Linked DNA regions of Mus musculus: region 1 is linked to region 2. A link is a contact called in public HiChIP or PLAC-seq data. All regions are on one chromosome and are shown on one strand. Each heading gives the region's core, a stretch centred on a gene start, on an enhancer-like site or on the middle of the called end of the contact. The rest is flanking DNA. Distances are from core to core; before and after follow the strand shown.

The links. HiChIP or PLAC-seq counts read pairs in DNA pulled down with a chosen protein or histone mark.
Region 1: a FOXA1 HiChIP or PLAC-seq map of pancreatic cancer cells shows a contact between it and region 2. The contact joins two enhancer-like sites. A contact is called at or near these places in 2 of 115 datasets of contacts at active chromatin or transcription factors (embryonic fibroblasts and pancreatic cancer cells) and 2 of 9 other capture datasets (adipose tissue and pancreatic islet).

Annotation. Positions count from the first base shown.
Region 1 is chr5:5,342,251-5,348,233 of GRCm38.p6, reverse strand. All of the region lies in intron 2 of Cdk14 (cyclin-dependent kinase 14), which reads left to right. Among named protein-coding and RNA genes, the nearest start is that of Gm30151, 25 kb to the left of the region's middle. Within about 2 kb of position 4,288, at least 204 of the 459 cell types and tissues checked have an H3K27ac peak or open chromatin away from gene starts, as enhancers often do. A contact at or near this core is called in adipose tissue, embryonic fibroblasts and pancreatic cancer cells, where this site is marked.
Region 2 is chr5:5,177,700-5,183,903 of GRCm38.p6, reverse strand. The region is part of intron 5 of Cdk14 (cyclin-dependent kinase 14); the gene reads left to right. Among named protein-coding and RNA genes, the nearest start is that of Gm30151, 190 kb to the left of the region's middle. Within about 2 kb of position 3,258, at least 80 of the 459 cell types and tissues checked have an H3K27ac peak or open chromatin away from gene starts, as enhancers often do. A contact at or near this core is called in adipose tissue, embryonic fibroblasts and pancreatic cancer cells, where this site is marked.

The sequences.
Region 1 (5,983 bases), core at 3,039-5,538, 160 kb before region 2:
TCCTGAATATTGAAAGAACTGGTGGAGGTATCACCAACTCCCAAACTCAAATCATACTACAGAGCTATAGTAATAAAAACAGCATGGTATTGGCACAAAACCAGGTATGTTGACCAATGGAATTGATTTGAAGACCCAGACATAAAGCCATATATGTATGGACACCTGATTTTTGATAATGAAGCCAGAAAGACACACTTGATAAAAGGCAGCATCTTTAACAAATTGTGGTGGTCAACCTGGCTAACTGCACATAGAAGAATCCAAATAGATCTATATTTACCATCCTGCACAAAACTTAACCTCTAATGGATTGAAGACCTCAGCATGAGGACATATACACCGAATCTGACAGAAGAAAAAGTGGGGAACAACCTTAAAATCCTTGACACAGAAAAAGACTTTCTGAACAGAGCCCCCATAGCACAGGCATTATGATCAGCAGCTAATAAATGGGGCCTCACAAAACTGAAAAGCTTCTGTATAACAAAGGATTTCAAAATTCAGACAGAGTGGCAGCCAGCAGAATGGGAAAAGATTTTTACCAACTCCATGTATAGTAGAGGGCTTATATCTAGAATGTATAAAAGACTAAAAAACAGAAACAAAATGTGGACATTAAGAAAACAAATAACCCGATTAAAAATGAGGTACAGATATAAATTGTATTTATTGAGAACCGAGGGAATTCTCAATAGAGGAAACTCAAATGGCTGAGAAGCACTTAGAAATGTTCAACATTCTTTTTTTTCTTTTTTCTTTTTTTTTTTTTCTTTTTTTTTTTTCTGAGACAGGGTTTCTCTGTATACCCCTGGCTGTCCTGGAACTCACTCTGTAGACCAAGCTGACATTCAACTTAGAAATATGCCTGCCTCTGCCTCCTAAGTGTTGGGATTAAAGGCGTGCGCCACCAGTCAACATTCTTAATCATCAGCAAATCATCATAAGCAAATCAAAATAACTCTGAGACTCTGTTTTACCATTGTCAAAATGCCCAAGATCAATAAAACAAATGGTGCGTTATGCTGGGAGGCTGTGGACGTAGGGGAACGCTCGTCTATGGAGGCGAGAAAGCCAGTGTTTGTGACTCTGTATCTGTCTGTGTTCCTTGTGCTTTTTCTTTGACTTTTTGTTTTTCCTGTTCATTTATTTGTTTTGTCCTATTCAGGTTACTTTGTTGCTTGTATTTTGTATCATTTTATTATTGTTTTTAAAGTATTTAAATTCCTGTTTTCTAGTAAGAGAGAGCAAGAAAGGGTGTAGATTTGGGTTGATTCAGAAGTGGGGAGGATCAGGGGAGGAGTTGAGGCTGGGAATCACAATTAGAATACATTAGATGAAAAATCTATTTTCAATAATAAATGCTTTATTACAATTTCATATTCAATTTTCATTAAAGTTTGTGAGGCACTCTAAGCAGGATAAAGTTTGGCATTCTTTTATATATCTCTATTTCTTATGTTGTGAGAAAAACCTTAGTAATGCTTGGCATGGTGGCACAAGTCTTTAATCCTAGCACTTGGGAGGCAGAGGAGGGCAGATCTCTGATTTTGATGACAGTGTGGTCTACAAAGTGAGTTCTAAGACAGCCAGGGATACACAGAGAAATCCTGTCTCAAAAAAGCCGAAAGACCAACCATCTAACCAACGAACAAAAAACCCCAAAACTCAAAGCCAAACCAGACGAAATAAGAGAAGTGAACAAACAAACAACCCAGACAAAACCCAACAAAACAACAACAAAGACTGGAAGCATCAAAGATCAAATTATGAAGATCATGTAGAGTTTATGTAACACCTTGTCCCTTTATAGCTGAACAGGTTAGACCTCTGATGAGTAAATCTTTCTTTCAATTTTACTTTAAGCCAAAGTCTTCTTTCTTATGAACGCTTTTAATTTATAAGGAGACAAAATTATATCCCGTGCTTGCTTTTGTATCTAGAAGAATATGCAAAGAAGGAAAAGAAGTATAGAGTTTTTGGATCAGGCATCAGTGGTTCCTTGTTAATCTGGAATATGGTTCCCTTCCTGGATATGGCAATGCGGCTGTCTCTTATCTTGGAATACACATAGTAGGTCTCTTCCGTATGGCCTATTTACTCAGCACGTGCTCAGCACTAATCCTCAGGTGGATACTTTCCCCCTAGACATCTATTTAGTGTAAGGTTTAAAGACGTAGATGTACACCATAGTTTTTTTTTTTTTTTAAAACATCTTATAAGGTGAGAACATATGGAGTTTAGGTTTATCTGTTTTGACCTTAAAACTGATACCCATCAGCCCTTCTTCAGAGGATCCCAGGGAAGGAAACTTGCTGGATTCCCCCTTGTTTAAGCTCTTAGCTTCACAGAAAGCAGGTCATTGGCTGGAAGACAAAGAAGCAGAGAGCATCAGGGTCATTCCTTTGGGGAAGTCGTTCTCCACTTTATCTTGGGGGCCAGAGATTGGTTTAGGACATGTGAGGGATCGGGTCTCTTAATGTCCCCCAGAAAAGCCACTGTACTACCGTTCCATCTGACCTTGGATGAGTCCTGGGGAATTTTGTTTTTGGTGCCAGTCAAACTTAACAAACACCAAATGGGTCTGGCCAGAAAAATGAACCAAAGAAGCACTGTTACCTGCAAACCATCCTTAGGGTAGATCAGCCAAGTGACAGACTGGGACACTGATCTTATCACCATGCTTCAGGAAAGTTAGTAGTAAAGAAACATACACACAGCTTCACGTGGTGATCCTTAGCAGCCTGAGGAGCCCCCCCTAAACTGTTGGGGCCTTGACTCAGGCCAAACAGGGATTGGAATTTGTGGCTTCAATTGAAGGAATTTTAGAACTGGCTTTTATAATGAAGATATTTTAATGTAGGCTTAAGCCCGAGGGTTAAGGAAAAAGAGGACACATGCAGGTATGAGCGTATATTCCCAAGGGGAAGTGGCCTTCACAGATGGAACGTTTTAACATAGCATGGACTTTATGTTAAATTATTTATCTTATTTATAAAAAAAGAAATGCAGGATTATGTATTTGGGGAAGAGTGTCAGCAGACAAAGGCCAGATGTAAATAAATCAAAATGTTTTGAAGGCAAACAAAACAGAGACAAAACAAAGCAAAGCCCAAAATGCTTTCAATAGTTTTCAGATGAGCAAAAGCTGAAGACAAACCCAAACAACCAGAATCCAAAATGCCTTCAGAGGTATGAAAACAAGTAGAAAATCAAGCCAGATGTCTAGACCAAAATGTTCCCGAAGCCACACAAGCAAAATAGACACCTTAAATCAAACACTCTGGAGAGAAAGTAAGCCCTAAACAGCATCTACCAAATAGCATCCTTAAACAACCATACTGGGCTAAACAAATTCGTCATCAGCCACGCCCCAGGGAGATAAGGATTGTGCCTGGTGGCTCCGTGCCTGTTCCTTACTTGCATGAAGGAGGCTTCTCTAGTGAAAAGTGAGTTATTCTCCTAGCCCCACATTGGGTGCCATTATTATTGACATAATGTAACTCGTATCTCAGTGAGACTAAGAGAACATTCTGGAGCCAAATATGAGTGTCTGAGTGACTGTCCAGTATAGAAACCAAACCAAAATAAAACAAAATAGTACAAAGAATGCCAGCTATCAGGACACTGATACAGATATCAAATACAGTAGTGGAACATCAGAGAGACAGGTTACACCAAGATGGAGAAATCACTACCATTTGCCTCAGATCCTATTAGCTTTGGGGTTGGTGGAAACTAATGGTCGGCCAAAATAGTATGTTCCAAAGGGAAACTAGTGCTCTGCTGTAAGTTGGAACTTTCTGTGTGATGCTTGCAAAGCCCTTAGGTTAGGGACAGAGGACTGTAATACAAGGCTCCGAGAGGCTGAGAGGGCTAAAGATGCTTCATATCTGGACTTGGAGTGTTCCAGACTCAGCGGAGCATTGCAGCTCTGAGCAGCTGGGCAGGCACATGGAGGGTTCTTTTGAAAGTCTACGTACTTTTTGGATTTTTTTTTATCCCAAAAAGCTCAGTAACATGTTTTTTAAAAATGATAGTTTTTCCCCTTGATATTATAAAGTCAGTGATAAGCTGAGCAATTTACCCTGAAAGGACTGAGTTAGCCAGAGCCAGGCTGACTCCATGAGAGGCTGCAAACTGGTAGTCTGGGAGACTAGGCCTAAGTTTTCTGTTTCCTGGATATGAGAACCTGGATCCAGGAACCTGTGGTCAGCCAACCACTACTGTGGGCAGCCAAACCAAGGATTCCTTGCTACCCTGGAAAGTCCCCAGAGTCCTAACCAATCACAAAGGCTCCACAGCCCTGAAGACAGAGCCAACCACTCAAGGGAAAGAGAAGCAAAAGTCACCCACTCCTACGCTGACAGGCTTTAAACTGACCCTGCAAAGCATACACCCAGAGAGTCTCCATTGGTAAATGGGGAGACCCCCTGCGTGCAGGAAATCCTTTATTTGAGTCTGGGGTATCATTCCCCAGCAAAGCATGGACCCTTACAATCCATCTAGACAAGGGCATTTACTCTGCCCTGTGTTCTGGACTCATGACTCCAAGTTCTTAGGTTTCCATTGTTGTAAACTGTATTTCCTAATCTTTGAGCTGTTTAAAGCTCTAACAGTTCAAGCAGTGGAGGGAGTGTTGGCCTTTTGGCTAAGAGGAAACAACCTGACAGAGTTCCAAAGTAGGACAAAGTTTGGTCGTCACAAGCAGCCCTTAGGGAGGAGGCTTTGCAGCAGCTGTGGATTCAGGCCTGTGATCAGGCTCCTCACTCTGTGACTACAACACAGTAGCTGAGTCACCCTGAGCCCCAGTGTGTCCTCCTGTGTGGTAGCTGCCAGGCCTCCCAGTACCTTGAGCCAGGGTGGTATGTGTGACCTGCCTGGGGCCGCCAGGCTCCAAAGCTCCTCAAGAGTGAGGGAAATATCTAGTGTATGTATTAATATAAAATACCTGGTGTGTAAATTAAGGCCTCAGTGTCTTAGCTTTTTTCTTCTTCCGTATAGACATTTGAGGCTAGTCTAAAGAAAATAATTGAAAAATGACTAGACTATCATATTTTACTATTTGCAAAAGATTTAATTCATATACCAACTGGCCTTTTACACCTTGGATATTTTTGTCCTGTTAATCACTTACAACAATGTCTTAAGTCTCGGAAATTCATTACAAGCCTCTATAAGAGAGAAGGCTTTGTGACAAAAGCCAGCTGCCCAGACATTTCCCCTCTCCTCACCCATCCCCCAGCAGGCTGCTGAAGCAGTGTGTTGGCATGGCTCCAGATTTCCTGAGTGACAGAATTGTTCCCAGGCCAGGAATGAGAGGAAGATGGCTCCAGCTACTTTGCTGGCTTCTGATGGAAGCCTTTCAAACTGACTCAGATCCAGCACTTTCTAACCGTTGGGAGCGCTGCTTTCAATCTGGAACGCAGAAGTCTTACAGTTAAGCATGGTTCCCGAGTCTACTTTTCAATTTTAGGAAATCCCTTTTTTGGGGTGTGTATGGCAGGGGGTACCACGAAACACTGTGAGTTGCTTGTAAGCTACCGTCCCACTTGTACAAACAAATACCATTGATTTTGATCTCTGCCTGTGTTTCCCACCTGGAGCTGCGCCCAGGATCTGAGCCTCAGTTACTGACTTTTTTTTATTGTATTCTGAGAGGGGAAAGTGTATCCACTGAAAGGCCGGGAATGATTGACTATTGTCCGTGGAATTTGTTTATCTTTTCCAAGCCTACATTCCTAGACTGTGAGAGAACTGGGCATCCCTGTGAGTGCACTTGGGCCTTGTTAGCCCCCCTCTCTTGGCATCGTTTTTAATAAAGGCTTTCTCCTTTGGGAATGAATTCAGGGATTTAGGGATAACCCCCACCCCCCAACGTTTCTCAAAGGCTGTGTCACTTAGCACTTATTAAAATAAGTGTTGAGATAATTCTAATGCGCTCCCAGGCCATCACTGTCAACTAGAAGTACAGTGTAAGTGA
Region 2 (6,204 bases), core at 2,009-4,508:
GAGAAGAAGATGAAGGCAGTGAGTAGGAACACGGAAACATTTGAGCATCCCCGAAGAGATGCAGTGGATAGGGATAGAACTCTAGCATCTCAACTCTCTGCATTCAGGACACCAGAGAAAAGTGTTCCAGACTGGGTAGAAAGAGAAGAGTTAACTCCATGCTTTGTAGAAGAGATGAGCTTTAGTTCTAGCTACTCATCGGGGTAAATGTTGAGTAGGATATGTAAACATTAATCATAGGAAACCTGACAAGATAAAAAGTATAATAAATACCGATAGATACTTTTGTAGTTTTCCTGCAGAGAGGGACATTTTACAGTGATGAAAGGTCTGCCATGAGCATGATCTCCCCATTAGAAATGCATAAACTTTACACAATAGTTGTAATATACAGGGGGACCATAAAAGAAATAGACATTTCAACAATTTTACTCATGCATTTATCCCCAAATATTGGAATATCAATTGGAAGAAGCCAACCAAGATGTAGAAGGTAGAAATGATATGGTGACCAACTGGACACATAGTTCCAAGTAAAATGTGCATTCATGCATTTTTTGAGCAAACTGAATATTCTCGAGGATACGTCACAGGCTAAACCTTAACAGAAGTCTGTGTCAGAGGACTGCGTTCATCAAGGTGTCACTTCTGTCTCCTAAGCAATTACATTGAACATGAAGAACAAAAGTGAAATTCAAAAATTGAAAATTAAACAACACATTTCTGGATAATATATAGATAAAATAAAAATGAATGTTGATATTTTGATATCAATGAAAATAAAAACATCATCAAAATTCATGGGATGTAGATAAGTCAGTGTTTGGGAGAAAAGCTGAGCCTGGAACATACATTTTAGAAAAGAAATATGATCTCAACTTAAAATCTAAGCTTTTTCTCTAAGCGTATTGGAAAAGAGCATCACATTTATTTATTTATTTCCCCAAAACAGAGGGAGAATAATAACCACAGTGGAATCAGTGAAATAGAGAACGGAAATGCAGTAGAGAAGACAGTTAAACAGAAAGCTGATGTTTTTTTTTTGTTTGTTTTTGCTGTGCGAATATTAATACATTTTTACCTGACTGACCAAGATGAACAAGGTATGAGTTACTATACCACCAATGAGCAAACATAACTATTGACTTTAGAGGAATCATTGGTCTTTATAGGGCTATTATGAGCCACTTAATGCTAACAAATTAGACAGTTGATCTTAAGTGGACAAGAAGTAGTTTTTACAAAAATTGTTACTCTTGACAATTAGATGTTTGAATGCAAAACAGATCAATACTCACCTTGCAACCAATACCAATTTCAATACTAAGTTTGTGTATTCAATATAAAAAGTTTAGAATCTCTGGACACAGACCTGCTGGGAAGCCTTGTGATTTCAGATTAGAGATTAGCCAAATTTATGGAAGATGACAGTTTATCAATTGAAGTTGTGGTCCCTGAACACAGATCTATGAAAACTAAGAGACAAGTCACAAATCAGAAGAAAATATTGCCAAGTAATGTGTTTGATAAAGGATTAATTTTTCAAACTTATAAAAGATGACCAAGTTAAATAATGAGAAAACTCATATGTTGCAAACTGGATTATAAGATTATAGGCACAAAGCCTGTTGTAGAGTAAGGTGGAAACCATTGGCAAGTCAGGATCTTTTGGGACATCTGTCTCCTTAGATGCTGAGATCACAAGTTTCCATCTCCAGGGGCTGTCAGTTTTTGACAAAGAGCTATAATCATAACATACTGTTTGTTCAATACAAGAAAGTAACTCAATATGAGAAAAAAATCATTATATAACTTGTACAACTAAGAAGCTGATTGTATGTGGCAAATGACAGGTTGAATTTTTATGGCTGGCTAGGGGAGAAGCAGCTGGTGGAGGAATGTACTGGCAAAGGAATGAATGTACCTGCTTTTTCTAGCCTGTCCCTACCCCAGACCATCAACTCTACTCGAGTCACCTTTTAAAGACCGCATTAAACACTGCCTCTTCTCTGACATCCTGTAGCCTTTAATAGTGATATTCCCTTTCCTCTTCTTTCTTTTTTGTTCTTTGCAAGTATTACATGCTTGTACACTTATATTCCCGTGCTTAACTACATTAAGCTTTCTGGACAGATATGCTCATCTATGACCTATTGGTACCTTAGAGGCTGTGGTATGGAACAAGAACAGACTCCTTAGATACCTGCGTTCCCCTACTGTTATGAAAATGGAGCTAATGCAGAGACTAGGTAGTGAGTTAATAGATTTTAAGCAGCAACTAATTGGGCCACGATTGTTTCAGAATTAAGAGTGGAAGGAACCATGGTTATAGTCATACGTTGTGGTCTGAGAAATGAACAGAGGAGAGTTGTTGCTAAGTAGCTAGCTGAAGTAGAAATACTCTCCCTGCCACCCAACCCCACCAGTTTGCCTGCTGAGAGGGAGTTCTACCTTCTGAGTGGGTATGGAGGCTGCTCAGAAATTTTCTAATTGCAAACACTGCCTATCCTGTGTTCACCACAAGTCTCTTCTGCTGTGAACTGGAGTCTTGTCCTGATCAACATTTGTTTCTATGGTTACTTTTCATTTTCTTAAATTACCATTGTGTTTGGGACCTATATGGAAGCATTAAGGAAGAGGAAGATAGAACTAGGTATTGAATGCATCCATTTTGGGAGCATCAGCAAGTAAGGAGAGCATAAGTTGATAGGCCATTGTGAGAGTTGTATGGTCAAAGGTATTAAGCTCATGCTATGCTATACTAAACCTGAAGGGGTAGACATCTTGCCCCTGAAGGGTTTAATCCTAGTTTGTAAGGTCTGGGAAGAGCGCAAGGGATCATGTAATCTGGTCCTATCATTTACAGAAGATCAACTGAGTTGTAGGGAGGAGTGTTAGAATGATCAAGATCAGTAGAGCTCAGACCTGAGGCAAAGTCCTATGAGTCGTCAATGTGGAGGAGACAGAGGCCTGGTGGTGACTCAGCTCCTTAGAATGCTGGCCTCACCTCAGAATTGGATCCCATCTTCCTGTGGAGTAACCAGAAAAGTAAACCATTCAGATTTCTCTGCATTGCTCATATTCTTGTGACATTTTAGAATGCAATGGATCTCTTCTTAAAACCATTGAATAATTCCTATCTTGATTTGTTTTTTAAAAAATCTTAATTAATAGCACATGTGAGAGAAATGCACTATATAGTATATTGTGGGAAAAGTTCAGAAGGACAAATAAAAGGAAACTTGAGTATGGGATATTTATATTTTTTGGATACTTGCCAGCTCAGTCAGTTCTCTGGGTATACCCAAGAGCATTGAGTTGATAGTAGTACTTAAAAAAAAAAAAAAAAAAAAAAACCAAAACCCTAACATTTTGAACAGGACCCAAGAAAAAGAATTAAAGGAAATACTCAGCAAAAGCTTGGCAATTGTCCTGTTATCTGTGAGCCTTTGTGTGTGTGTGTGTGTGTGTGTGTGTGTGTGTGTGTGTGTGTGTGTGTGTGTGTGTAGCTTAGGGCCATGTGGGCAGGCTCCAGCAGTAGGGGAAGTATCAGCCTTAAGGGAAGCTTGCTGGCCACCCTTTGAGCCACATTCACAAAACAAATCAATGCAATTACTTTCTTGTAACCTAAAAAAGAATAAACACTCTTTGTAGGATAAGTCCAAGGGCTTGAACAGTCTCAGACTGTCACCTTAAGTTAGCTTTTGCACTGTATTTCATCTATGAAGTATAAAAAGCCACATACTGCCCTCCAATGACACATAAAGCTTCTACCCACAACTCTACACAGAACATCTACAATATTTCACAGTACTTACAGATTCACCTATGTGCTTCATGAAGTCCCAAAGCAGTATAAAAGTTTATCAAGTCATTAAAACGGCATGCCCATGTTTTCCTCATTATATCTTCCTTCAAATACAGAAGTACACACAGTATTATAGCAGCAAATAAAAGATTGGATGACAAATTGTGCTTGTTTATGTATATAAAATTGCTATTTGCTCTTTGTAGGTTTAAATTTTTGTTCAAAACACTTTTAGATTAAGGATATGCTTAAAGAATGAAGGATATCATATTAAATACTGAAACTTCAATAATGCTAATTTTTCCAAAATCATCCTAAATTTTTATGTCAAAGGAATACATAAAATTTATTGTTACTTTCTTGATCAGAATGTTTCTGTGACTTGAATAGTTTATATAAATATAAAAGATCCCAAGTAGAGTTGAATTTGACTGCTCCAATTGCTCTGTTGCTGTCTTGGCCAGGAGCTGCAGACCAACATACCAACATCAGCGCCAGTTTAATACATGCAGCCCTCTCTACAGGTTCAGGAATGTTAGAAAACAAACAAGGCTTGCCTGGTAGGAGTTCACTCATCACCAATTAAATATTGAGAAAATGAACTAGCTAATATTAAGAATTGTACTATTTCATAAAGCAATTAATATGGCAGAACTTATTGTCCTCATAGTGGAATAATTTGTGCAAAAGAAATTTGAGAGCTAATCTGTACCTAACATGGAAAGACAAGACAGGACAACTGCTATATTATAATTTTTTCTCATTTTTCTCGTGTGTGCTTCAGTCTTTTCCAAGTTAAAGTCCACTCCTGGTTTAGGTGTAACTTGGGCACCATACTTTTAGATAGTTCTTAATTCCTGCCTTAGTGATAATATGTAATAACAGTCCATACAGTTCTAATTTTTATCGTAGTGTGTATGTACGTGCACATTCATACATCCAGTCTCTCCCTGAAAGTGGGAGGCTTATTTTAGAGGACTCATTCTTTGTAAGCACACTCTGTGTCTTGCATTTACCTGCTGAAATACATGTCTTATAAAAATCTCAGAGAAATAAACATGAGGGTAACCTTCCAGTTGTGTGGGCCCCATTAAATCCAATCATAGTCCTTAAAGAAGAGCGAGAAGGTATTTTACAATATTTTGAATGGTTACTTAAATTATGTATATTAATTTAGAATTCCGACTTTTTGAAGACTGTCACTTTTATGAGGCAATTTGTTGACCTCCATCCATAGGAAGAGGAACATTTTCATGCTGGACATTTGTCCGTTTGCAGATGCGATGATTTTCATAAAAGGACAATAATACACTACAGTAAGACAAACACAACAATTCCAGCATAAAGACCAATGTATTATGGAATTTTATAAGTAAAATGAGAATATTTCAGTGGAAGGTTATAAAAAATGATGACCTTCCCAATTCCTTGAATGTTCTTAACTTGTTGAATTTGAACCATTTGCCCCTGTCACTTGCAGTTGTTTATTCCTGGGGAAGCCACTAATGTCACTGGCAAACGTTCCTTCAGGCACCTTTCCCTCAGGCTCTCAGGGTCACTAAGGTTCAGATAAACAGTGGATACCTTGGAGAACTAGGATGACCTTTAAGGGATAACAGGGCAGTCAGCATTCTTCTTTGCTAGGTGGCCCCCCTAAGTCTTCTTCTCGGTGGTTGGCATCTTCGACCATTCAGGAATCTATTGTCTTTGACTGGCTTCACTTTCTAATGAACATGAATTAGCCTCGCAGGATCTCCCCTTACCTTTTTGTGATGATTTTTCCAATTCTCTTTGTGCCGACTTCCCCATTCTTTGATAAGTTCCCAATCCATATCTCCACCTTTACTCTCAGCACTGAATTTCATTCACAAATATAAAAACATAATGATGGTTGAAAGAAGGAAGACCACAGAAGAACACATGATTTTTACAAACTACCAGGAGACACTCCTCTATGGCATTTAAATCATTCTAACTCAGGAATAATGTTTAGAGGGAATTATACAAGGACTTCTAAAGTGCTAGGAATCTTTTCTTTATCTGATCAGCAGAAAAGAGTGCAGAGGCTTGTGTTAACCTGATCTCATTTCTAGCCTGTGCCCTGGCACTTAGTAGGACTGTGTAGTTGGGGAGATTATCTATCCTGTCCTGTGTGAGGTTCCCGTGAAGGCTGGACAAGTTCCATGCCCAGTGATGGTCACTACTCTTGTAATGTGAGCTTGGGACTGAAAAATCATTCTTCCAGACTGTCATTTCAAATACTCGGTGCCATGTTGTAGATGCCACTTAGTAAGTGCCCCCCACCCCGTGGGAAGTAAAAAATAAATAGGAACCATTTCTTGCTCATAAAACAAAAACAAGATTTTGTGAAATAACTAAAAACATTTTCATATGTG